Regions from separate parts of the Gossypium hirsutum genome. Here region 1 is linked to region 2. Evidence: chromatin contacts called from public Hi-C data. All regions are on one chromosome and are shown on one strand. The core of a region is the stretch at or near the end of the contact, and the rest is flanking DNA. Distances in the headings are between cores, read along the strand shown.

What was found. A called contact is a pair of places that touch in the nucleus more often than the background predicts.
Region 1: a Hi-C map of leaf shows a contact between it and region 2, with 2.3 times the contacts expected there. The contact joins the promoter of LOC121211341 here to the promoter of LOC107926583 in region 2. A contact is called at or near these places in 2 of 34 Hi-C or Micro-C datasets (both in leaf).

What each region holds. Positions count from the first base shown.
Region 1 is chrA12:16,602,146-16,608,035 of Gossypium_hirsutum_v2.1, reverse strand. It overlaps LOC121211341 (pentatricopeptide repeat-containing protein At5g66631), which reads left to right and starts at 2,603. Exons shown (of 3, transcript XM_041084055.1): 1 at 2,603-5,538; 2 at 5,665-5,890. The coding sequence starts at 2,603. The coding sequence ends at 4,591. LOC107920464 (lysM domain receptor-like kinase 4) reads right to left here. Exons shown (of 1, transcript XM_016850196.1): 1 at 5,365-5,890. The coding sequence ends at 5,365.
Region 2 is chrA12:16,431,382-16,437,412 of Gossypium_hirsutum_v2.1, reverse strand. LOC107926583 (UPF0496 protein At2g18630) reads right to left here and starts at 2,799. Exons shown (of 2, transcript XM_041084046.1): 1 at 2,385-2,799; 2 at 778-2,039. The coding sequence starts at 2,037. The coding sequence ends at 865. LOC107926601 (NEDD8-conjugating enzyme Ubc12) reads left to right here and starts at 5,997. Exons shown (of 6, transcript XM_016857499.2): 1 at 5,997-6,031.

The sequences.
Region 1 (5,890 bases), core at 1,354-3,853, 170 kb before region 2:
CTAGGCCGTGTATGACACACGGTCCGCCCCAAGGGCGTGTTGAATAGTCGTGTGTCCCTTGCACCTAAATTTTACAAGTCAGTATGCCAGTAGTAAACACACGGGCTAAGACATGGGCGTGTGTCTTGGCCGTGTGAGAGACACGACCTACCCATATGGGCGTGTACTCTGGCTGTGTGAAGTCTGCACCAGTTTATGAAAAATTCATTTATTTTTAATTGACCATATGGTCTGGCTACACGGGCGTGTGATACAGCCGTGTGACCCTAAACTGGTGCTGACATCATAGTTAGAGAGTTACACGACCGGAAGACACAGGCGTGTCGAGAGCACACGGGTGTGTCCCCTGTCTCACACGGACGTGTGGCTCTATATTAGGAAAATTTTCTCAAACCTTTTTAAATTTTTTGATTTAGTCCCGAATCTTTTTTGATGGTTGTTTTGGGCCTTGTAGGCCCGTATCAGGGACAAACTGTGTATGTATGAATGAAGTTGTTTTGAAGAAAAAATTTTATAGCCCGGTTTTTGCATGAATGACTGTATATGTGTTCAGTAACGCCTCGTATCCTATCTCGACCTCGGGTACGGGTAAGAAGTGTTACAAATCTTGATCTCCTCGATGTTTGAATGATCTGAGTTTGATTGTATGAGGGATCTTTGATGCTCTATGATTGACATATGTATAACATAACTATATATATGTACTGTGATAGCTATAGCTGATATTGAACTGTATTCTATAAAAGTGGATATTGTATAATGCATATGTATGGGTTGAGATTCTGTGTAGAAGAAAGCACTTTGATCCGAACTAGTGGCTAAGCCACAGTGCGGGTAACTCTGAATCTGGCGCTTTGGCGCATACTGGTTTAGCAGCTAAGTTGCGACTTTGTAAACGTGTCAGATAGACACTCTATGGTGTATAGGGTTGGATAGGCATTGAACACCCTAATAGTGTGTTGGGATGGCTGAAAATGGTGTATAGAGGTTAGGTGTAGAAAAACTTGCATATGAAATTGATCTGTTCTGTAAATGAAACTGAGACTGCTTCTGCTTCTGTAATTGAATTGTTTTGTATCTGAACTGGAATGACTTTTGTTGCTTAATCAAATCTCAGGAATTTGAGAATGCTCTTTCAATTGTATTACACATGAATGAACCTCTTTTATGTACTGAGTTCACAACTCATTATTTTCTAATTGAATTGTAGGTGGTTCACAGACTTGAACGGGTCGGCGCTGCGAGAGCTCGGTCAAGCTTTTATTTTTCTTTTAAGTATTACTACTAGGAATTTTAGTATTTTATGATGTTATGGTATTTGTGAAGATTTTATGCTTAGTTAATTGTTGTGATGGATATTATGTGATGAATGACTTATTTTGACTGCGTTATAATTGTGGTATTTTTAGTATTGATGATGTAACTCTCCAAATTTGGTCTAGACGTCTAGGCCGGGTTTAGGGTGTTACATGTACTTTGGATCACATGCTAACTCCGGAGCGACAATAGGTTCACTAGTAGGTAAGAAATCATACCGATTATTTCACATGTTGATATGTTAGGAGTGAAATACCGACCAATTCTCATCTGACCGCCGCAAGTTGATAGGATGCAAATAATCAAGGTCTTGAGGAGCCACGTGAATCAACTGCCGGAATCCGAACTACCGCAATGCTTTATTGGTCTTGTGCATCTCGACGGTAGTGTACACTACCAATGGATAAAAAAACATTAGTTATATATATACTACTAAATACAAAATCCACTACGTTAATATTATATAGTTCGAATTTAAATAAATAGATACCTCATCTTCTGGTCGTTGGTCTAATAGAAGCCGTATATCTTGAAGCTTAGTAGGTAATCCTATGGACTTAGCCAACGGTTCCATCTATTTAAAAAACTTGTTAGCACAATAATTTTAATTTTAATTTTATTCAATTTTATTTTGGTAATATCTAATGAATTTTACATTGTTATGAGTGGGAATGTATACGGGTAGTTCACTCGAGGACACAAAAATGGAAATCAGTACCACGCTCATGATTGCAATAGTAAAATGTAACTACCAATTTTGATTTTTCGTGATTGTTTCACCCGACACATATCTCGGTACAATATCACAAACACGGCGGACCCCCAACTGAGTTCGTCCGCTCCTTTAAAATTAGTCATTGGGTGAAAAATGCGTCTAACTAGAAGCATTTTTTATAAACGCTTTCGGCTGGAAGCATTTTACTAGTAACATGGCAGAAAGCGATTTTAGCTGGAAACGTTTTTCTACATTTCACCTAAAAACACTTCCAACTAGAAGTGTCTAAAAATCGGCATATTTTGATAATTTTATAAAGTCTGTTATATATGTTGAATTGTTAATTTAATTTGGTTGTGATTTCAAATTTGGGTCAGAATTCCCAAGTTTCGACCTTTTAACCCTTATCACAAGCCATGGCAAATGGCAGATGCGACCTCAGAGTTAGACCCGTAATAATTCAAAGGGCGCGATCCAGCCGTTGAAGACATGATTTGTCAAAGATCTCGCATGCAGACCAACTGTTCGTGTTTTTGTCATCGCAAAAAACCATGACCCAAAGCTAGCTTGATGATTATTTCCCAGTCTTTCCATTTTGATAAAATTGCAATGATTTTTGAACGATTCTCGCCTTCTAAAAACCTGTTTAGCCTCCTAAACCAACAAGTTCGCTCCTTTGCACGCGACCCATTCCCCAACAAACTTACTCATTACCTTCACCGAGCCAAGCTCATTGACTCAATCCGACTCGCTCTCCGTTCCAACTCTCCTAACTCACTCAACCCTCTTCTCCAAACTCGACTCCTTGACTCCTTCGTTGTTGCTAACGCTTTTCGTTCTGCTCCTTCAGCGGACTCTGCCATTTCTTTCTTTGAAAACCTTAAGCAAGTTCCAAACTTTGCGCATTCACAGAATACTATTTTTGCTTTTGCTACTGTTCTTGCTAAGTTCAAGCGAAAGGTGGAACTCAAGGCCCTGATCGGTGACGCTAAAGATAGAAAATTTAACAATGTTAAAGCCAGTTTCATGAACCTTTTGTTTTGGTATTCTACTGCTGGGGACCTTCAAAAAGTTTTGGAAACATGGGAAGAGTATAGGAATGAGGAAAATCGCCTATCAACAGAGGCTCACAACATTGTCATGGGGCTTTATGCTAAAAAGGATATGAATTTTGAAGCCGTGGAAGCTTTTCGAGGTATGATTGATCAAGGAGTGATTCCAAATTCCAGGACTTACACGATTTTGATAGAGCATCTTGTAAGGTTAGGGAAGTTGGATGCCGCTATGGAAGTGTTCACTGTGTTGCCTTCAATGAGAATAAAGAGGACTTTGAAACAGTTTCTGATTTTGGTTGAAGGGTTTGTTGGTGGAGAACGGTTTGATGTGGTGAAAAGTTTGCTTAAAGAAATGAGGGAGGATGGGAAACTTCCTGGACGGGCAATGCGAATATATTTGGAACGAATGAAGGAGGCAGGGTTTGCTGGTGAGACGGATGAGTTTCTTGTAGAAATGTTGCCTGATGGAAGGATCAAGAGTGTAGGTTCTTGTGAGGATAGTAGTGACGAGGATGAGGATGAGGATGGTGACGATGATGTAAATGAGGGAGTTGATGTTCATACGGTCAAACTGAAACCATGGTTGGATCCAAAAGCTTTGGCAAATGCCTTAAAACAATGGAGTCCTGAAGTGGTAACTATATTAGAAGATGCTAAATTTGTGTGGACTAGTAGGTTGGTTTGCAAAGTTCTGAGGAATTTCACTTCACCTGAGACAGCTTGGAATTTCTTCTGTTGGGTAGCTTCTCAGCCAGGATTCAGTCATGACATTTACACAGTGCAAAGAATGATGACTCTACTGGCACGCCATGGAAATGTTGAATTAGTAGATAAACTTATAAATAAAGTAAGGAGGGAGCAAATGATATTGCCTTTCAGCACCATCAGGTTGCTTGTTGAATTCTATGGCATTTCAAAGAATGCTGATGCTGCCTTGAAGGTCTTCCGCAATGATAGAACTCTCTGTGGTCACATATCAAGGTTCAATCTAATGCTTTTATATTCTTCTCTCTTGAGGGCATTAACAAAGTGTCGTAGGAATACAGATGCCCTGGATATACTTGATGAGATGATTCTAAATGGTATTTGCCCAGATATCCAGACATTTTCTGGGTTGATATATCACTTTGCACTACAGGGGGATATCAAAACTGTTCAGCAGCTCTTTTCGATGATTAGACAGAGTGGTATGGAACCAGATGCCTATATGTTTAAGTTGTTAATCCAAGCTTATTGCAAGTGTCAAAGAGCTGCACTTGCATATAGAGTTTTTGTAGACATGAGAAATTCAAATTTAATGCCTGATGCTGCCACAAAAGACTTGCTCGTGAAGAGTCTTTGGCAAGAAGGCAGGCGAAAAGAGGCTGTTATTGTAGAAGAGAGGTATGAGGAGACTGATGGAGTCCTTCCACTGGCATTGCGCGGTCATGTATGGACAGTTAGCTCTGAAGATCTCACTAGAGTTTATAGTGTTTATTCCAACAGTGTTATTGCCCCTGCATAGAGTTGTTTGCCTTCTACAAAATCAAAGTATTTAGACTTTATTGTGGCAACCTTCTTTTTTCCTGCAGTCTTTCAGGAATCTTAATTTTTGTCTTGTGTTATATCTGAATTGCAATTTGCAAATATTAACTTGTTGAATCAAATTCTGAAATGCAATTTGATAGGTAAGATTGGCTCAGCAAATAAGGCCAGAAAATTTTAGCTTGGGACTTTGTAGGTAAACATTGTTAGAGTTGCTTTTGGGATTTTACTGAGCCATGGCAACAAAAGGAAATGATGAGACTTTCATGTTGTTGGAGAATCTAATGGAAGTCTTAGAAACTGAAGGAAAGGAGAAGAGAAAATGGATTGATCCAAACATAGAGAACTTTTATCCCATCAATGGTGCTCTAAGCTTGGCGGTATTAGGCGAGGGCCTGCTCCAGGAGCATCCTCTGACTGGCCAAGCATGGTAGAAATCGTCTTTAGCTGTTCTGTTCTTATTTACTCATCCTTTTAGATACTGGAAGGCTCTTGGTCTTCCAGGATAGAAACATAAATTGCTCAAGTCATCAGTCCAATGGTAGTTTTCATGAAAAAAAAACCAATGTTCAAGTTTGTTTTGCAAAACCGGGATTGATCTATTGTACATATTTTGCTTGGTTTTCATTTTTTTAAGATTTTTGGCTTGTCTTATTTATGTTCATGGAGAAAAGCAACAGATACATTTTACATGCATACAATTTACGAAGAATTGTGCATTACTGAAAATATTAATTTTATTTATCCATGCTTTTAACGCCATTCCGATGGAAAGGGTTCTTCTGATCGCTGTGCATCCAGTTGAATTCTCAACAGATATGAAACTACTTCAGCCATGCTCAGTCTGCTTTCCGGTTCTTCTGCCAAGCAGTCAATGCTCAATTTCAACATCTGGCGTGCAAGTTTCATCCAGAGGTGTCCTTTCAGGTTAGGATCGATTATGCGATCAATTTCAGCATCTGCATTCTCTGCTTTCATGATTGTTAGTATTCTTTCTGATAATAGTACTTCCTTTTCATCCTGCATAAAAATTGCTGGCTTTCCTGTAATCAGTTCCAGCAGAAGAACCCCAAAGGCATATATATCCATCTCAGGTGTCACCAAGCCATACTCAATGTATTCAGGTGCCTTGTAACCCTTTGTTCCGAGAGAACTCCACATCGATGATTTTCTGCTATCTTCTCTTTCTGCTGATCGAGCTAGACTGAAGTTTGAAATCTTGGCCCTCAAATCTCGATCAAGCAGCACGTTGTCACTACAAATATCTTTATGCACATAT
Region 2 (6,031 bases), core at 1,550-4,049:
AATTGAAACAAAAATCGTTTTTCTCCCAGATATCGAATTTGAACACCCCGGACAGGGTACCACAGGTTTGCCATAGTGCTTTTTATTGCTGGGAAGTGAATAATACTAGCTGTTAAGAAACAACCCACTAACCTGAAAACCCCTGCTTCTCTATCTGTATTCGACTCTATTTGAATTTGTGAGACTGCTCTTCATCTTCATTAAGTGTTAATCCCGCTAATTCGGTTTCCATTGATTGCAGGCGAAAGACCCGATCTTGGATACCACTTTGCTATGCGAGAGACATGAGAGTTTTTAAAGCACACCGCCGTCAAGCAAACAATCAACAAAAAAAACAAAAGAAAAAAAACCTAAGGAACGTGCCAGAGAAGGCAGACTATTTCGTGCTAGGATAGCAGGCTTATCATATTCAATGTCGCTAAGTTTAAAGAAGATTATTGACATGAAAATTTTAAAATTGAAATAATAACATATTTAACTCTCAATAATTATATATTCAATCAATTTGATGATTAAAACAAAAATTTAACTCTCAATATTTACAAATTATCTAAATTTGATCCTAATTATAAAATAAGTAATTAATCTTATTTTATTTTAAAATTGGGTTGATTGAATTCCTAATAAAATAAAGTATGATATTTGATATAAATTTGTAGGTGGAAATTGTGCAATTATTTTCGACCTCCCTTTGCCAACCTTGGTCACACAATCAAGAAAGATTTGTTTCTACACAAGAAAATAGTCTAAAATTGAACAATGTAACTGTTATACGTATAAGATCAAATCCAGTGGAGCAATTTCATTACCTTGAATACAGCATAAAATTATTACAACATTAACACACTGAAATTTACCTCATTGCTACACTTCCCACGGGCTGTCACCCGTTGATGAATTCCCAGAACGTTTCATCATCTTCTGCAAAACTACCGTCCTCGCCATCCTAATATCACGGCTACAATTTTCGGCCTGTTGACCCAATTCCTCAATGGTTTTCATAAATGCTTCTAATTTTCCCTTGATCTCATTGATTGCAAGCTTCACTGCATCTTCTTCTCTAACTGCAAAATCAGCATTATGCAATAAAGATTCCATCTCAATTTCCAACCGGCTAATCAGCACTTTTATGTTTTCCATGTCATAGATTGTAATGCAGGAACCGATCTCCATTCCGATTATTAACTCCTTCTGCCCTTGCATCTCGTTCTCATAGCGCTTCCAAAGCCAGTTGCACCATTTTCCGACCGAACCAATAGGAACCGCCATTGCACCCGCCAAAGCTGTGACAACAGGCGGTGCAGCTATGGCTGCTGCCACCACGGAGAAAATCAATACTGAAACAAAAGTGGCTACAAACAATACATTCGACACCCTCCTCCATGTTTTCAGAGATTTCATTTTCTTATCGAGCTTTCTCTTCCGAGATTGCAATTTCCGTAGCATTAATTCCTGCTGCCTACGGACCGAATCAAACAGTATAAAGAACTCCTTAGTGAATGGCTCCTCAGCTGCTTTAAATTTCCTTAGTTCTTCTAAGGTCTTCACAAATTTCCTCTCATCATCCCCGACTTGTAAACCCACCTCTTCCTCGAAATTCTTAACAGCCAACTGAATGATTAACTGGTTGTTTCGAGCACGCTTGAGGCAATTCTGAAGAGCAGTGCAGAATTCTAAAGTCTTTTTAGTGTTGTCGAAGTATTCCTCAACCAAAGAAAACAAGTCTGGATTGTTCCATATATCTCTCTGACATTCTAAGATGATTTTCACCACTTCTTGGTTGGTTTCAAAAACACATCCAGTGACCTCTTTGAGTGAGTCAAAAGATAAAGCTTGAACACCCATATTAGCAGCCAGTGTGCCAATGACATCGTTGGTGCGTTGATGGAGGGTCGCATCAAATTGCTGCAAAGTCGAATCATTTCTACAAGCAGCCTCGTAGGAGCTCAAGTCTGATTCAATCCCAGAATCAGTCCTGCCTTGAGAAGATACTTCTACAACACCTCCTTTCGTTTTGCTAGATTTGCACCCCATCATAACTGATCAACAAACCCAGAAACACTGTAGTAACTAGGTTTACAGTGCTGAAGAAACTTCAAATTTAAGTGAAAACCCAGTAATCAAGTGGTCTCCTATGCCCTTCTCCAATGAAAACTTTTCATAAATCCAACAAATACAGCTAATTCTTTATTGAAAGTACAGCAAATTAACCAAAAAAAATAAAGGGGGAAAGCTTGGGGGTAAGATTATAAAAACCCAGAGATAGTTTCCAAGTGTGGAGACCAATTAGATCGAGATGAGAACAAAATCAAAATAATTATCCCCAAAGGTTAAAATATTAAATCTCTCGTATGTAATCGCAGAAATGGATGAGCTAAAATTACCTGAATTTGAAGTGGAAAGTCTTAAGAATTGATGGTTTCTCGATTCCTGATTTCTTCTCTCTTGAAATCCTTAGCAGATAATAGAGCTCGAAAAAAAACGAAGCTGCTACGATCCAGTGAACTCAAGGAGGCACCCAATAGCATTAGATAAGGATTTCGAGAGGAGAAAAGAAAGGAAAATGAGAGAAAATAATTGTGAGAGAGGGGGAAAGATAAGAAGAATGAAGTCAAAAGTGTGCTTTATTACTTATATTCTTTCCAACAACCGTAAGGTGTGCGAAGGGTGAGAGGAGAGCAGGGTTTGATTGTAGGAATGATGAGAAAAGTCAAAGAAAGAAAATTGAATTAGAAAGCTTTAGGACCAAAGCCAAGTGCCCGGACACAAGGCGGAACCTTCAAAGATACTACTTCGCTCAATGTGGCCCTATATTCCACAAAAAAAAAACATCACTTCTAGACTTGGAAACATTCAAAATTCATAACTTTTCGACGTGCTAAGTTTAAAAATAGGTAAATTAGTATCTTTTTCAATAAAAATTATAAAATAATTTTTAAAATTTAAAATATTTATAAAGGTTTCAAAATTTATATTTTTAAAAAATTATAAAATTTCTAAAAAAAATTCTAAAATATATATATAAAAAAATTTAAAAATAAAAAAATTATAGAATAATAATATTGGGATCTAAATAAGTATTCTAGTTTATCATATTAAAGTATTATTATTATTTTGCTTTTAAAAAGTTTTCAAATATATATGGTTTAAAATTTATGTGCTCTAGCATAAAATTAGTTATACTATAACAAGATTTTAATTTGGCATGTTTAATTTTTTAATTTAACTCGAACAATTTCACTCGATTCGACTTGACTCGAATCTCATTTCACTTGTCTCGATTTAAAAAAAATTCAAATCGAGTTAGGATGATAAAATAGGACTCGTCAACTCGATTAATTTGAAATTTTTTCACTTGATTCGATCGAACGCTCACCCTTAATTGTGAGTGAGATTGAAATAAAAAAATGTTAAGGGCTGAAGTGAAAAAACCACAAAATGTTGAGGATGAATTTTAGAATTAAACCTAAAATTTAATTTGACAATTTATTTTAGAAAATATTGTGATTTAAAAATTAATTTTGTGTCATAAACACCAAAAGAATAAAATAAAATATTAGAATTTAATTTGATAGAAATAATATTTTTAAAAAATATATCATTTATAAAAAAAAATGATAGCTATACTTAGTTTGTAGGTTTTATTCTTTCGTTAATAACAAAAATACTTTTTATAGAAGTAATTAGGGATAGCAAGGGGATAGGTCCAATTTTGATCCAAAGTTCCATTTTGACTATCCAACTCCAATCCCATTTTCACACCATTTTTTATATAAAAAATTTAAAGATATTAGTTTAGAAAGTAGTCTTGGAGAGTTTTAGAATTAAAACAATTAGGGGTTAAATCTAAATAATTAATATAACGAGAGGTAATTTTGTAAATACTCCAGGCAAAGCGAGGTGGGTTTACACTAAACTTGAGCCCGACTATTTTCTAAATTTACCTAATCCACCTCAAACCATTTTTCCCCCCTAATTCCACCCTATTAAATCAAATCCAATCCAAACCGTCCTATTTTAGTATAGAAATTATTATAACTATTAATTCTGCCCACGTTTAAGAAGGATTTAACTTTTAAACAACTAATGAAAAAAAGGAACATTGATTATTGATCTAGTTTGATTGATGATAAAAATGGACAATTTATTCTATATCAAATTATAAGTATTTTGTTGGTTCATAAAAATAAACACCAAATTAATCAAAGATAAAAAAAAACTATAGTGATAAAAATTATTTTTATGAATTTATTGTAAGACATAAAAAAATGACTGAAAATATAGACAAAAATTATTATAATTTGTTTGTTCCTGAAAATATTTTATCCCCTAATCACTTACGAGAATTATGAATTTAGATTTCTTTCAATTTAAGGGATAAAAATGGCATATATAGAAATGCAATATTTTTAAATAATGTAAAACACTGTGGTCAAGTTTTGACTAAAAACAGATATCTTGATAGTGATAAAAAGAACAAGTTGAGTTAATTATTTATTTTTTAATTAAATTATAATGTAAAAATTTAAAGGTTACAATTTGTTCAAAAATTTTGTAATCTTCGTATATTTAAAATTTAATCTCTATATTTTTATTTTAAAAAATTTAGTCTTTCTACTTTTCGAATTTATAAATTTTAGATCCATTTGTTAACACTTTAATTAGAATGCTAACAATTCTTTATAAGAGCCTGTGCGAGAAATATAATGGCACTAACAATTTTACACAATAAAAGAATTTTAATAGTGCTAACAATTCTACACCAACTCTTATAAAAATACATTTAGGTTGGTTAAAAAAAATAAAAATGTTATAAAGATCTATTTATCATTCCCATTAACATTGTAACCAAGTTAAAAATAAAATATTATATAAGCTAATCACCGTGAAATCTTTAAAAGAGCCTGTGCGAGAAATATAAAAAGTCAATGATGGAAGATGAAAAAGAAGACCATTTTACACAAGTATGAACTAAAGACTCAAATGTTTTTTTAAGTGTGCAAATAATTAAGTAAAGAGTAAAGAATACCAACAGTTACTAATTTTGATTTTAATGATAAAACAGTTATTCAACTTTTAACTCAATCACTAAATTTTCGAAAAATAAAAAATCAATCACCACTAACCATTTTTCATTACAGATGTAAAGGGAGCGGCCATTTTCCATCATTCTCTCATCCTCTTCTCTCGTCTCCCTCCCCCTATCATCACTCTCCCATCCCTCTCCCTCTTCCCCACCATCCCTCCCCCTTACTCTAATTCTTTCCCTCTCTCCCACCATCCCTTTCCCACTGCTAACCCACCCACCCTTTAAGCCTCTTGACTTTGTCTCCTAAAACCATGGGTTATGTTCTTCCCAACCAAAATTCTCAGTTAAATGAATAAAAAAAAGTATTGTTCTTAATTAAATCAAAGTTCATATATAATTTTGAGATTTATATCTAAAAATTTTAAAATATTAAAATTTTATCAATCGCATTTAGTAGAGTTTGAAAATGAGATTATATTATCTTTTAGAAGAATACTACTTACTATAATTGTTTTATAATACAATCAAACACAATTTATAATTGCTAGATTTGTTTAGGTGATAAATTTGAATATTTTTTAATTATTTAAATAATTACAAAAAATGTTATTTCAATTAATTAATCAGTTAAATAATACTTTTGGTTATTCCAAATATTTTTATACTATCTCAAGACGAATTATTTGTCTGTAAACTAATATCTTAATTTGCAAAAAATAAAATAAAACAAAAAGTATAGTGGAAATCTAAATATTAACATTATTTTACGAATTCTTAATATTTATGACGAAAGCCCACAAATATCTTAATATGTCATCATTCTCTTTTAAGTTAATCACTATTGTTGAGTGATTGACTATTCTAAAAAACTTTGATACAAAATAAAAAAGAGCATGTGCACAATGATAGATTAAGAAAGCTTACTTGAGAGATTAAATAGAGAGCTTGAGTCAAATAAACATGCTCCCAATAACATTGATATAATACTAAAAAAATATATGT